Linked DNA regions of Sus scrofa: regions 1 and 3 are each linked to region 2. Evidence: chromatin contacts called from public Hi-C data. All regions are on one chromosome and are shown on one strand. Each heading gives the region's core, a stretch centred on a gene start, on an enhancer-like site or on the middle of the called end of the contact. The rest is flanking DNA. Distances are from core to core; before and after follow the strand shown. Region 1 overlaps YAP1 (transcriptional coactivator YAP1). Region 2 holds the start of YAP1 (transcriptional coactivator YAP1). Region 3 overlaps YAP1 (transcriptional coactivator YAP1).

Evidence for each region. A called contact is a pair of places that touch in the nucleus more often than the background predicts.
Region 1: a contact with region 2 is called in a Hi-C map of embryonic fibroblasts, with 2.1 times the contacts expected there. The contact joins the enhancer-like site here to the promoter of YAP1 in region 2. A contact is called at or near these places in 3 of 47 Hi-C or Micro-C datasets (embryonic fibroblasts, mesenteric adipose tissue and subcutaneous adipose tissue) and 1 of 2 datasets of contacts at active chromatin or transcription factors (skeletal muscle).
Region 3: a Hi-C map of liver shows a contact between it and region 2, with 2.7 times the contacts expected there. The contact joins the enhancer-like site here to the promoter of YAP1 in region 2. A contact is called at or near these places in 2 of 5 promoter capture datasets (fetal skeletal muscle and liver), 10 of 47 Hi-C or Micro-C datasets (embryonic fibroblasts, fetal heart ventricle, heart right ventricle and 4 more) and 1 of 2 datasets of contacts at active chromatin or transcription factors (skeletal muscle).

What each region holds. Positions count from the first base shown.
Region 1 is chr9:32,916,963-32,920,659 of Sscrofa11.1, forward strand. YAP1 (transcriptional coactivator YAP1) reads left to right here. Exons shown (of 10, transcript XM_021062706.1): 9 at 2,949-3,061. Among named protein-coding and RNA genes, the nearest start is that of BIRC3, 85 kb to the right of the region's middle. Within about 2 kb of position 1,594, at least 6 of the 83 cell types and tissues checked have an H3K27ac peak or open chromatin away from gene starts, as enhancers often do. A contact at or near this core is called in embryonic fibroblasts, where this site is marked.
Region 2 is chr9:32,809,557-32,813,143 of Sscrofa11.1, forward strand. It overlaps YAP1 (transcriptional coactivator YAP1), which reads left to right and starts at 2,073. Exons shown (of 10, transcript XM_021062706.1): 1 at 2,073-2,211; 2 at 2,214-2,395. The coding sequence starts at 2,073. LOC102157672 (a long non-coding RNA gene) reads right to left here and starts at 2,076. Exons shown (of 2, transcript XR_002335614.1): 1 at 956-2,076; 2 at 1-343.
Region 3 is chr9:32,886,562-32,890,300 of Sscrofa11.1, forward strand. All of the region lies in intron 5 of YAP1 (transcriptional coactivator YAP1), which reads left to right. Among named protein-coding and RNA genes, the nearest start is that of YAP1, 77 kb to the left of the region's middle. Within about 2 kb of position 1,985, at least 27 of the 83 cell types and tissues checked have an H3K27ac peak or open chromatin away from gene starts, as enhancers often do. A contact at or near this core is called in liver and skeletal muscle, where this site is marked.

The sequences.
Region 1 (3,697 bases), core at 344-2,843, 110 kb after region 2:
TTGATAGCTTTGGTTTTGAAGGCCATCTAAAATGTGTTTTAAGTTTGTATTTATTCTTTTGGTACATGCAGTTTAAAGTTCTGCCAAAAATTGAGTGTATTGGAGTTCCCATCATGACTTAGTGGAAACAAATCCGACTAGGAACCATGAGGTTGCGGGTTCGGTCCCTGCCCTTGCTCAGTGGGTTAAGGATCCGGTGTTGCAGTGAGCTGTGGTGTAGGTCACAGATACAGCTCGGATCTGGTGTGGCTGTGGCTGAGGCGTAGACTGGCAGCTGTAGCTCTGATTAGACCCCTAGCCTGGGAACCTCCATAGGCTGTGAGGGTGGCCTTAAAAAGCAAAAAAAAAAAAAAAAAACGAGTATATTTATATAAGATTTTAGTTCTGAGCTTAAACTGAAGTTAATTGGGAAAGGGCACAGCCACAGAACTTTTGCTTTTTTCACAGGGGAAATTTCAGATCAGTACAATTCCAGTACTCAACTCATTTAAGGCCTGCATTGATCCAGGGATAAAATTAGACCATTTAGAAAAATGGATAGGTTGTATATCCTCCTAATAGGTATTTGTGCAGATTCTTTTTTTTTTTTTGGTAAGGGAGTTCCTATTGTGGCACAGCAGAAATGAATCCTACTAGTATCCATGAGGATGCAGGTTCGATCCCTGGCCTCACTCAGGGGGTCAGGAATTGGTGTTGCTGTGAGCTGTAGTATAGGCCTGCAGCTGCAGCACCAGTTCCACCCTTAGCCTGGGAACTTGCATATGCCACCAGAGTGGCCCTAAAAAGCAAAAAACAAAAACAAAACTTTTGGTAATTGCTGAGCTGCAGTTTAAGATTCTCTTTTCTGGTAAAGATTACAGAGTGAAACATCACTACTATTCTCAGTCTCAGGGCAGAATCCTATGTCCACTCTCTGTTGTACCCTAGTTTCTAAAACACGCATCTGACTATAGCATTCCCCTTTTCAGAAACTCTTGCTGGGTTCCCATTGCCCATTATTGGATTCGTCCATACTCCTTAAGCTCTAAACACTTGTCCTCCTGACTTGCCACGGAGTTGACTTTTGGTGATAGTGGAACATCCTCTCCTTTTCCTTTGACTCAGATCTCAAAGCCAGCTCTGACGTTCCCCACTGTGAAACCTTCCCCCGTATGTTTCAGGCTTTCTCCTCTTTGTTCTGAAAGCACTTTGCTCACATAGCCCTTGTATATCATTCATAAATGTATTTGTTCACCTCCACCCCAGGGAAGTTATGAACCTCTCAGAGGGGAGCATCATTTGTAGGTGTTTGTTGTTGTTAACCTCTCTATCCTTAGAGCCTGGTCTAATGCCTGTCACATAGTAGCAGATGCTCAGTGAATGTTTATTGAGGAGGGGGATGCACTGCAGGCTGTAGGGTCCTGCAGGGAGCAGTTCCTAATCAGGGAAATGGCCCTCTGAACTCTGTCCTCAGGAATGCCCATGTGCTTCCCCTGAGGCTTGGAAAGAACTGAGGACTTTGTAAATTCAGCTATTCTGTAACAGAGTCTTGAGTATCTTGATGCTTACCCGGTGCTTAGCAGTGGAAATAGAGTGATGACTAGGACCAGGCCCTTGTCCCAGATCAGGACAAGCAAAATAAAAACAAACCACATCCTGAGACCTTCTCCGAAGTAGCTGCATTGTATACAGATGGTCTCAGAGGCAAATTTGTGTTTTCTTGGAACTGTGTGAGGCTTTTGAATCTTGCCAGAATCTGACACAGAAGCATTAGAGTCAACTCGTGGTTGCGATATACAGAGTGAAGGAAAGGGAGAACAAGGCAAGTACATTGAGTAATTTAGGAAAGAAATTTGGGAGACTGAGCCTTCAACCTTGAGCAACTGTTAAAGCTGTTTTTAAAGCTTAGTTATTTTTTTGTTTAACTTTGTGTAAGCTAAACACAAAATGTCTGTTTTAATGTCTAAGCTTTGGGGAAAAGTTAAAGCTCACGTTGTGGTCGGAGACCATTAAGAATAACAATTGCCTTTATTTAACACTTTGCCATAAGATTTTCCAGAATTAGTAGAACCCCCAATTTTACATTTGATGCCACCTGGTATATATGTGCTACTAGCTTAGAAAAGTGTTCTATTCATGAGTGTTCTGAGGATATTTACCATAGTTGTGTGTATAACTTTTCATTTAGCCTCAAGTAAAAAATCTATCTTGGCTCTTACCTGTTTTTCTCAAGGTATATGCCTTGGGTTTTTTTGTTTGTTTGTTTGTCTGTTTTATCTTTGTTTTTAGTCTTTCCTTCAGCTGGAACTCTTAGGACTCGTGTCTTAAGTTACGGGGTTTGTTTGGGGTCCCGACTTCAGCAGAAGCCAGGATATCAAGATCAGGAGTTCTTATCAGCAGCAACTCATCTATTGTGGCCCAATTCAAAAATGAATTCTGGGTCTTTATTTTGGGTTGATTTTTTTTCCAACTTAAACTCTGCATGAGAGCTAGAAATTTAGCATGAGTCTAGTGCAGACCTGTCTCACCACCCACCTGGAGGTTGTGTTTTGACCTATGCCTGTGACTTCTAGCACTGAGGAGTAGAGATCTTGAAACAGATGAGCTATATGGAGCCCCCAGATTCAGGTGCTATTAGAGGAAAATGCTTACATCGAGATTTTTCTGTCAGGTAGGAAAAAAACTGACCATATATTTCTTTTCCCTTATTGTCACCAAGCCTAGAACCTTAGGGGAAGTCTTGACCCCTTAAAGTTGCCAGCCTCGATGAGAATTAACTTGTCTATTTCCCTTCATAGCACAAGGGCTTTGTATGAATCCTAAAGGAGGGTGCTTGTTTCAGACGCTGCAGGGCAAGAATCTTCACTGATCCTCTCTGAGAATCATGTTGGGACTCAGCAGGTGTTTATTTTTAGTTTGAAGTAATTTTTAAGTTTCTTGTGTTGGTCTTTAACTCTCATTCTTTGTAGTGGCACCTACCATTCTCGAGATGAGAGCACAGACAGCGGACTAAGCATGAGCAGCTACAGTGTCCCTCGAACCCCAGATGACTTCTTGAACAGTGTTGATGAAATGGATACAGGTAAGTGTTTTTATTCCTCTTGGTAATCTAGCCTAAGTCAGGTATCGTCATTTTATCACCAGGTCTAATAAACTATTGTGAGCAAAGATTATTTAGAAAACGAATTAGGAGTTCCTTTGTGGTGCAGCTGGTTAAAGATCTGGCATTGTCGTTGCTGTGGCACAAGCGTGATCCAAAAAAAGGAAAACCAACTAAGGTCCTATAAACTTTAATTCAAATTGAGCCTGCTTTGTTTTATGGCAATTTATAATTTATCTTTTCCCAGTCGTGAGTTTGGTGTTAGTAGATGCAAACTTATATTTAGAATGGATAATCAATGAGTCCCACTGTATATAGCACAGGGAACTATATATATATATATATATATATATATATATATATATATATATATATATCTCCAATCTCTTTTGATAGGACATAATGAAATACTGAGTTAATTTAAAAAACTGAGTTAGCAAGGTAGTTGAGGATTTGTTTCTCCTTTTTTTTTTTTTTTTTTTTTTTTGTCTTTTTAGGGTCACACCTGCAACATATGGAGGTTCCCAGGCTAGGTCTCTAATCTGAGCTACAGCTGCTGGCCTACACCACAGCCACAGCAATGCTGGATCCGAGTGGAGTCTGCGACCTACACCACAG
Region 2 (3,587 bases), core at 823-3,322:
GTCATTATCCATGATCTTGATATTAAAGAAATAAAAGAATAGGAAAAAACTTGTCCAGTGTCACAGTGCTAGTAAATGATGGAACTGGGATCTGAAAAATCTCTGTAACTCCAGAACCTATACATTCGTGGTTAAATATACTTGACATTTGGGGATGGGGTAAGGGATAAATATAAGCAGCAGTCATGGGCATCATGGAGGTAGATCCCTTTCTTCAGTCAAAACTGGGTCCAGAGTAGTTGATTAGAATACTGCCTTAAAATCTTGAGGGTCTGAAGTCTTTTTCCCCGGCAACATCAAGTGATGAAGATCCTTCCTCAGAATTATCCAGGGCATGTCCTGGCTGGAGGAAGAGATAATTATTATTATTGTTATTTTGCTCAGGGGACCTTTTCTTGCTTAATTCTATTTATACATCTGTTTGACTAGCATTGCAGACAAAATCATTAAAACAGGAAGCTAGTTTTCTTCAGAATTAACTAGTGGATTTAAAATCAGAATGTTGCATAACCCTTAGAATATTCTAAAAACATTGGATTGCTTAAATGGACACATAGTAAGGTGTGTGAACTATATCTCAGTAAAGTGGCTTTTTAAAAAATCAGAATGTATGAATTTAAAAAGTCTCATTGCTTCTGAGTGATTTCAAATGGACTCCTTGCATTTATAACTGCCACAAGGAGAACCAGGTGCGTGGGGTGAGCTTCTCACCTGTTCATTTCTTACTGCTTACCGAGTCCGTGCTTGTGCCAGGCACAGGGATAACAAAGAGGTAGGCGCCTATCCCTTGGAGGATGAATGACAGGTACACAGATGACCGCTTATAACCCAAATTAAGCTTTTTTTTTTTTTTTTTTTTTTTTTGCGTTGAGGTTTTCATAACTCTGCTGCAAGTTTGAGCACTAAAAAAAGTTTTCACTTTTTAAACAGGCAATTTTTTTGTTTAGTAAATTACCTTGTCACAGATCTGGTCTTCGAGCTTCAAATTACAGTAATCGTTTACTCCATTCAAGTGTGTTTTGCATATTAATAAGTTAAAAAAATCAAGTCGTTAAAAAAAAGGACCCTTATTAAAATCAGTGTCTGTTACAGGTACCATTGTGCTCCAATCTAGTCCTGAGGCTTTGAGCCCATACTGACACTCGAGTTGGTCAAGTAGAGCTAACGCGGGGAGGGTTTAAGTGGATTTACACGTCCTCTCTAGACTTCTCTCGGCCTTAGCTGTTTCGCATCTAGGAAGCCTTTCAACCTTTCCCGGGGACTGGCGGGGAACGGGCCGCGCCGGGCGGGAGGACTTCCTGCGGCCAAGGGCGGCCGCGTTCCCCGCAGAGACCAAACTCCAACCCAGTCTAGACCCAACATTCGTCGTCGGGCCAGCCGCCCTCCTGGTGCGGATCCCCAGGCACGCTCCCGGCCCCGGCCCGAAGCCCGGTAGAGTCCAGGCCGGCGGGCGGGCTAGTCACGTGCGGCCGGGAGGGGCGTTGGAGGCCCAGAGTCTGCAGGAATGTAGTTAACTTGCTGGGGAAAGTTTCCCTCCGCGGCCGGCCACAGATTCGGTGCGGGCGGGCGCGCAGAGGAAGGAAGAGCCGCGAGGAGGCGGAGCCGCGCGCGGCTCGGGCGGGCGGTTCTCTCAACTTTAGTTTTGGCGTCCGAGGCAAGTTTCTGTCTCAGTCGGGCGCAGCCGCCGCCGGGGAAAAGAAAGGGAGGAAGGAAGGAACACGAAAAGGAAATAAGAGAGAAAGGGGGAGGGGAAAGGCAACTAGCTGTCCGGCATCCGTCAGGGGAGTGAAGGAAAAAAGTTCTCGGGCGCTGCAGGTTCGGGTCTCTGGCAGCCCCTCCCGAGGCTCAGCCGCCGGACCAGTGGAGCCCGGGCGCAGGGCGGGGGCAGAGGCGCCGGGGCGGGGGATGCGGGGCCGCGGCGCAGCCCCCCGGCCCTGAGAGCGAGGCGAACGCCGCTCCCGCCGCTGGCCCACTGCCCTTGCCGCTTCTCCCCTCTCGACCCGTCGAGCCGGGGCGCCCGGGTGGAGCCGTTGCCCGCCTAGTCTGGGTGCGCGTCGGGGGAGGCAGAAACCATGGATCCCGGGCAGCAGCAGCCGCCGCCTCAACCAGCCCCCCAGGGCCAAGGGCAGCCGCCTGCGCAGCCCCCCCAGGGGCAGGGCCCGCCGTCCGGGCCGGGGCAGCCGGCACCCCCGGGGTCCCAAGCGGCGACGCAGGCCCCCCCGCCGGACACCAGATCGTGCACGTTCGGGGGGACTCGGAGACCGACCTGGAGGCGCTTTTCAACGCCGTCATGAACCCCAAGACGGCCAACGTGCCCCAGACCGTGCCCATGAGGCTCCGGAAGCTGCCTGACTCCTTCTTCAAGCCACCGGAGCCCAAATCCCACTCCCGACAGGTAACCTCGCCGCCCCTCACCCCACTTCCCCGTCGGCGGGCCCCAAGCCCGGGGGCGCTCGGGAGCGGCGGCCGCCAGTCCTAGCCGGCGGTGGGGGGGTTCCGGGAGCGCTAGCGGTGGCGGGACGGGGGCTCGCGGAGAGCCAGAGGGACCGGAGACGCCCGCCCGGCCGCGGCTCCCCACTTCTCCCAGAGTCCGGGGCCGAGATTTGTTTTTCCCCTCGGAGTTTCTCTGCGGTTGCTGCCCCGGGGGGCGTGCTTTTCCCTTTCCTTTCTTTCTTTCTTCCTGGGGTTCCCGGGAGGTTGGCGGGAGTGGCGGGGGAGGTGGGGAGGAAGGAAGGGGGTGGGGAGAGTCGGCCCGGGCCACGGTGGGCTTGCACAATGCGCGCGCCTCCGCGCGCTCCGCACCTTCGCTCCCGCCGCCGCCGCCGCCGCCGCCGCGGGCCCGGGAAGGGGGAGGGGGGCCTCTGGCATCTGTGTGTGGGTGAGCTGCCAGCGGCGGCCGAGTTTGTGAAGTTGAGCCCTGGGCCCCCTTTCCTTCGGGGCCTCTCGGTCCACTTCAGTCTCCTGGGGAGTCAAATAATTGTTCTCTTGTTTTCCAGTGTTGATTAGGGGTGGGGGTTGAACCAGTCCATTTAGTTTCTCGCTCTTTCTCCCCCTCCCCCTCCCGAAAGCATTTATTTTCCTCGCGGCCCCGGCGCTTTCTGAATACAGGATCCAGACTTTCCTGGAAGTTGTTTATGGAGTTAGTGCTTTCACCCCTGCCCTTCCCTTGCGCCTTGGAACTCAGGCAGCCTCACTCTTATCAAACCTAGTAGGTTCACGTGTTGGCTTCCCAATTGCAGACTATTATTTACAGTCTGCTGAAATGCTTTTAAATTAGCCACATCTGCACGTTGCGCAGGACCTGAGTTGTGCTTACAGTGCCTAGGTTTTAACACAAGCCTTTGATAATGCACTGCAGGTTGACTCATAGGCCGAGTCCTGCCTGGTTCAACTGTGATTAGAAGTTAATGTTTGGGAAGCGATGACTAATTCGAGGCTCGCCATTGCTTTGTAATTCTCACTGAGGATATGAACATGGCTGTTCCACATACACAGCATTCGATAATTTTGACAACTTGATCTAACATTGAAGTGAAACTATTATTGAAAGTGTTAACATTCTGAACGGTCCCAGTAGATTTGTTTAG
Region 3 (3,739 bases), core at 735-3,234, 77 kb after region 2:
TATAGTTTTAAAAAATGACTGCCCAGGAGTTTCTGTTGTAGCTCAGTGGTAACAAATCCGACTAGTACCCATGAGGATGCAGGTTCAATCGCAGGCCTTGCTCAGTGGTTAAGGATCTAGTGTTGCTGTGAGCTGGGTGTAGGTCGCAGATGTGGCTTGGATCCTGCGTTGCTGTGGCTGTGGTGTAGGCTGGCAGCTGCAGCTCCACTTTGACCCCCTAACCTGGGGATTTCCATAAGCTGCAGATATGGCCCTAAAAAGCAAAAAAAAAAAAAGACTGCCACCTAACTTATCTAATACTATTTTTTATACCTTTCACTTTAAAGTTGAGAAATTCAGGTCTAAATCAGCTTTTTAGCTTAGATTTCTCAGGGTAGAGTTAGAGAAATGTTGTAGTGGTTTACTAGCCAGACTTTCACATCTATGAGACACGGCAATCTTTTTAAAAATGACTTTTCTAGCTGTAATAAAATCACACTGTCTCTTCATCTAAAACCTGGGATATCAGCTTTGGTCTGTGACCTGGTATCTGCTTATGCCTAACTTCAGAGACCATTGAGTCCCACCCTGTGCCTTGCTAGATGTCATAATGTTTTCTATGCTAAGTGGGTTGGGGGGGAATACCCTGTCATCCTTGAGATAGACCATTGAAAGCATTTCTTTTCCTCTTCTCCCCCCATCCCTGTTTTTTTAAGAAAGGGGTTTTTTGCTTTTCATTTAAGAAACAACAAGGCCATATTTTCCTCCAAATTAAATGACAGAAATTACCATTTGCATAAAGGAATGCTCCCCCCAACCCCCAACAAATGTGCATATTTTGATAATAGTATACAAGCTGGTTAGGGCCTTTTTATCCATATTTTTCCACTGTTTTCAGTTTCTTTAGTGGGTTTCTGAGATGTTTTTCCAAAGCCATGGAAAAATGAATCTAAAAAGGAGCAGATCATTGTGGTTTTAAAGCTTTTCGTCTTGGACTGGATGCAGCTAAATGAAAACAATGTGCAGATCACTGAGTAGGTCAGACTGAGGGGACTCGGAACCTTTGAAGCTTTACAGGGGTTGACCTAACAACAACTGCAGGGCCCTTACGGGAAAGAGGAATTAACTCTGTGAATGCCATCAAAACACAATGGGCGGGGGGGGAACTACCCAGAGATAGCTGGGTAGAATAACTTCCCTGCCAGGAATGTTCTGAACAGTTCTCCCAAGTCTGTATGTATGCCTTTTTAAAACTCCAACATTTGGGTTTGCCTCAAACTGACTGACTGAACCCCATTCAAGTAAAGTCAAAGGTGGGATCAGGGCAAAGACTGTCATTTTGATAGATATCCGGTTTGGCTAAAATGCAAGCTAGCCTTTTGAGCTTCAGGACCTTGTTTGGGTGTTAAAAAAGTAATATGGCATGTTAATAATTTGCAACTTCAGATTCTATTTAATACTTGAATAAGCCTTTGTGGTTGAAACAGGAAACCAAGTAAGGTAGAGAATCTAATAAATGTTGCCATTTGTATGGACTACAATAACATCCATGTTTCCTTAAATCATCTTTAATAAAATGAATTCAGCTTGTCCACGTTTTGAAATTTTTTAAAATGGTACTGTGAGGTTTTTTTCCCCCTCTACATGAGGTTACAAAAAATGGTGATTAACTCTTAGCTAACTGCAGGAATCAGCACTTAGAACAAAGCTTTTTTCTTTTTCTTTCTTTTTTTTTTTTTTTTTTAAGTATTTTCAGTTAATAAAAAGGGAACTCAAACAACTTGGCTGTGAGCTTAAGTAGATCCATTAATTATACACACATCTTGGTCTTTTGTTTTAAGTGGAAGACTGTACCAACACCCCCAGCCCCCCAGCACATATGTACGCACAGGCATACAATTAGGTATGCCAAAAAAAGATTTCATAAAATACTCTTACTGCTTTTAGTTTCCCTTTTTGGGCCCACTGTGTATGTGTACTCCAGACAGGCTTGACAACATGCCAAAGCTTTTTATTTTGTGGCCCGACTTTTAATCTGTTCCAGACCTTTTCAGTCAGAGAGCTCAAGTGTAACTGAAGGGGAACAGGAAAGGGAAAAAAAAAAGTGTGGGTTTCTCTGATCCAGAGTGACAGCAAATAGAGACAAGCTGTTAGCTGTGAATTTGAACGAGTTTTCCTTGAAATCTGAAGTTCTATTGTGGATTGTATTTTATCTGCCAAAAAAATATAAACTGTCCCCTTTCTGACCCTTTGAGCCATGCAAACACCAACAAATGATAGGTTATTGCTTTCATGGTTGTGAAGTTTGCTTACCTATATTCCCCAAATCTGTATTTAAGAATTTACCGTTTCTCACCCTAAGTCAAATTGACCTATGTCCTTTGACATTTCAGAGTGGGAGATAACACCTCACCTCTGTGTGAGTTTAACTTCAGCACTTGCCTCCTTCAAACACCAGCCTCTTTTGGATTTCTGTTCTCTATCAAATGCTTTAGATTAATTATATTTAGAATAATTTATCAGTCCTTCACATTCCACATGAAGTTAATAAATTATCTGGATATTTTCAGGAAATAGTAACTTCTGCATTGTTCCTTTTTAATCTGATTTTTTTATTCTTTAACATTTAAAAGCCATCTCTTTACAATTTTTAAATTAAAATGTTTGTTATGTTGATTTACAGTATTAGTGTTAGGAGTACAATGTAGTTATTCAATATTTTTATAGATTATACTCCATTTAAAGTTATTATAAAATAATGACTTACTCTGTGCTGTGCAATATATGCTTTTGCTTAATTATTATATTGAGTAGTTTGTATCTCTTAATCCTGTACCCTTATCTTGTTCCTCCCTAAAAACTATATATCTGACCTAAAAACTATATTTCTTTGACATTTGTATTATTTTGGAGCACTGATTAATAATTTGTAACAAAGCATGAAGTAATGTCCCATGGCAATAAGAATTACCTGATAATTACTGACATTGAAAAAAGGAGGGTTTTTGTTTGTTTTTAAAAATTATATTAGTAATGTTTTTTATTCTGTATTAAAGTTGATGCTTGAATATTATGCAGGTCATTAAATTATTTCATAAACACTTTTTTTCCTACAGATTTTGTGCTTGCAAACATGGAAGAGTCTCAAATTTAAACATTTTCTTGTACATTGTGACTCATTTATTGTTTGACGTAATGTAGTCATATTTTCCAGTAAAAGTCCTAATGAAAACACACCAAAAAATTACAATTCCTGTTCTTCACAATGAAAAATCTACTCCAAAACGCTAATAGTCAATGCACGGATCTTTAATGTAATTTTATTATCCCTATTTATAAAGGATATATTAAATAGTGCTAGAATCTGTTTCTGGAAGTAAATGCTGATGGCACCACCGGGATGAAAACACATTTGGTCTAAATAAAATACTAGAACTACAGATTTGGATTAGAAGGTATATCTTTTGAATCTTAAAAGGAGATAATAACCTATGGTGGCAAAAACAATATGTTTTTACAATTCCTAATGCCAATTCTGTGCATAGAAATTCTGCCCATGGAAATGTTGCAGGTAATTAAAATCTAGATGTTGATTTTGATCCTTGGTTTCAAAGTTTCCCAAAACTTGCTATTAAGTCTCAAGCCAAAAGTTGTTTAGCACATCTTTCTTATCAAAGTTAAGTACTTTGCATCAATAATTAGATGGCTGTTAAATTTTTAACTGTTTAGACATTCATTAACCTTTTCCCTCCAAGACCAA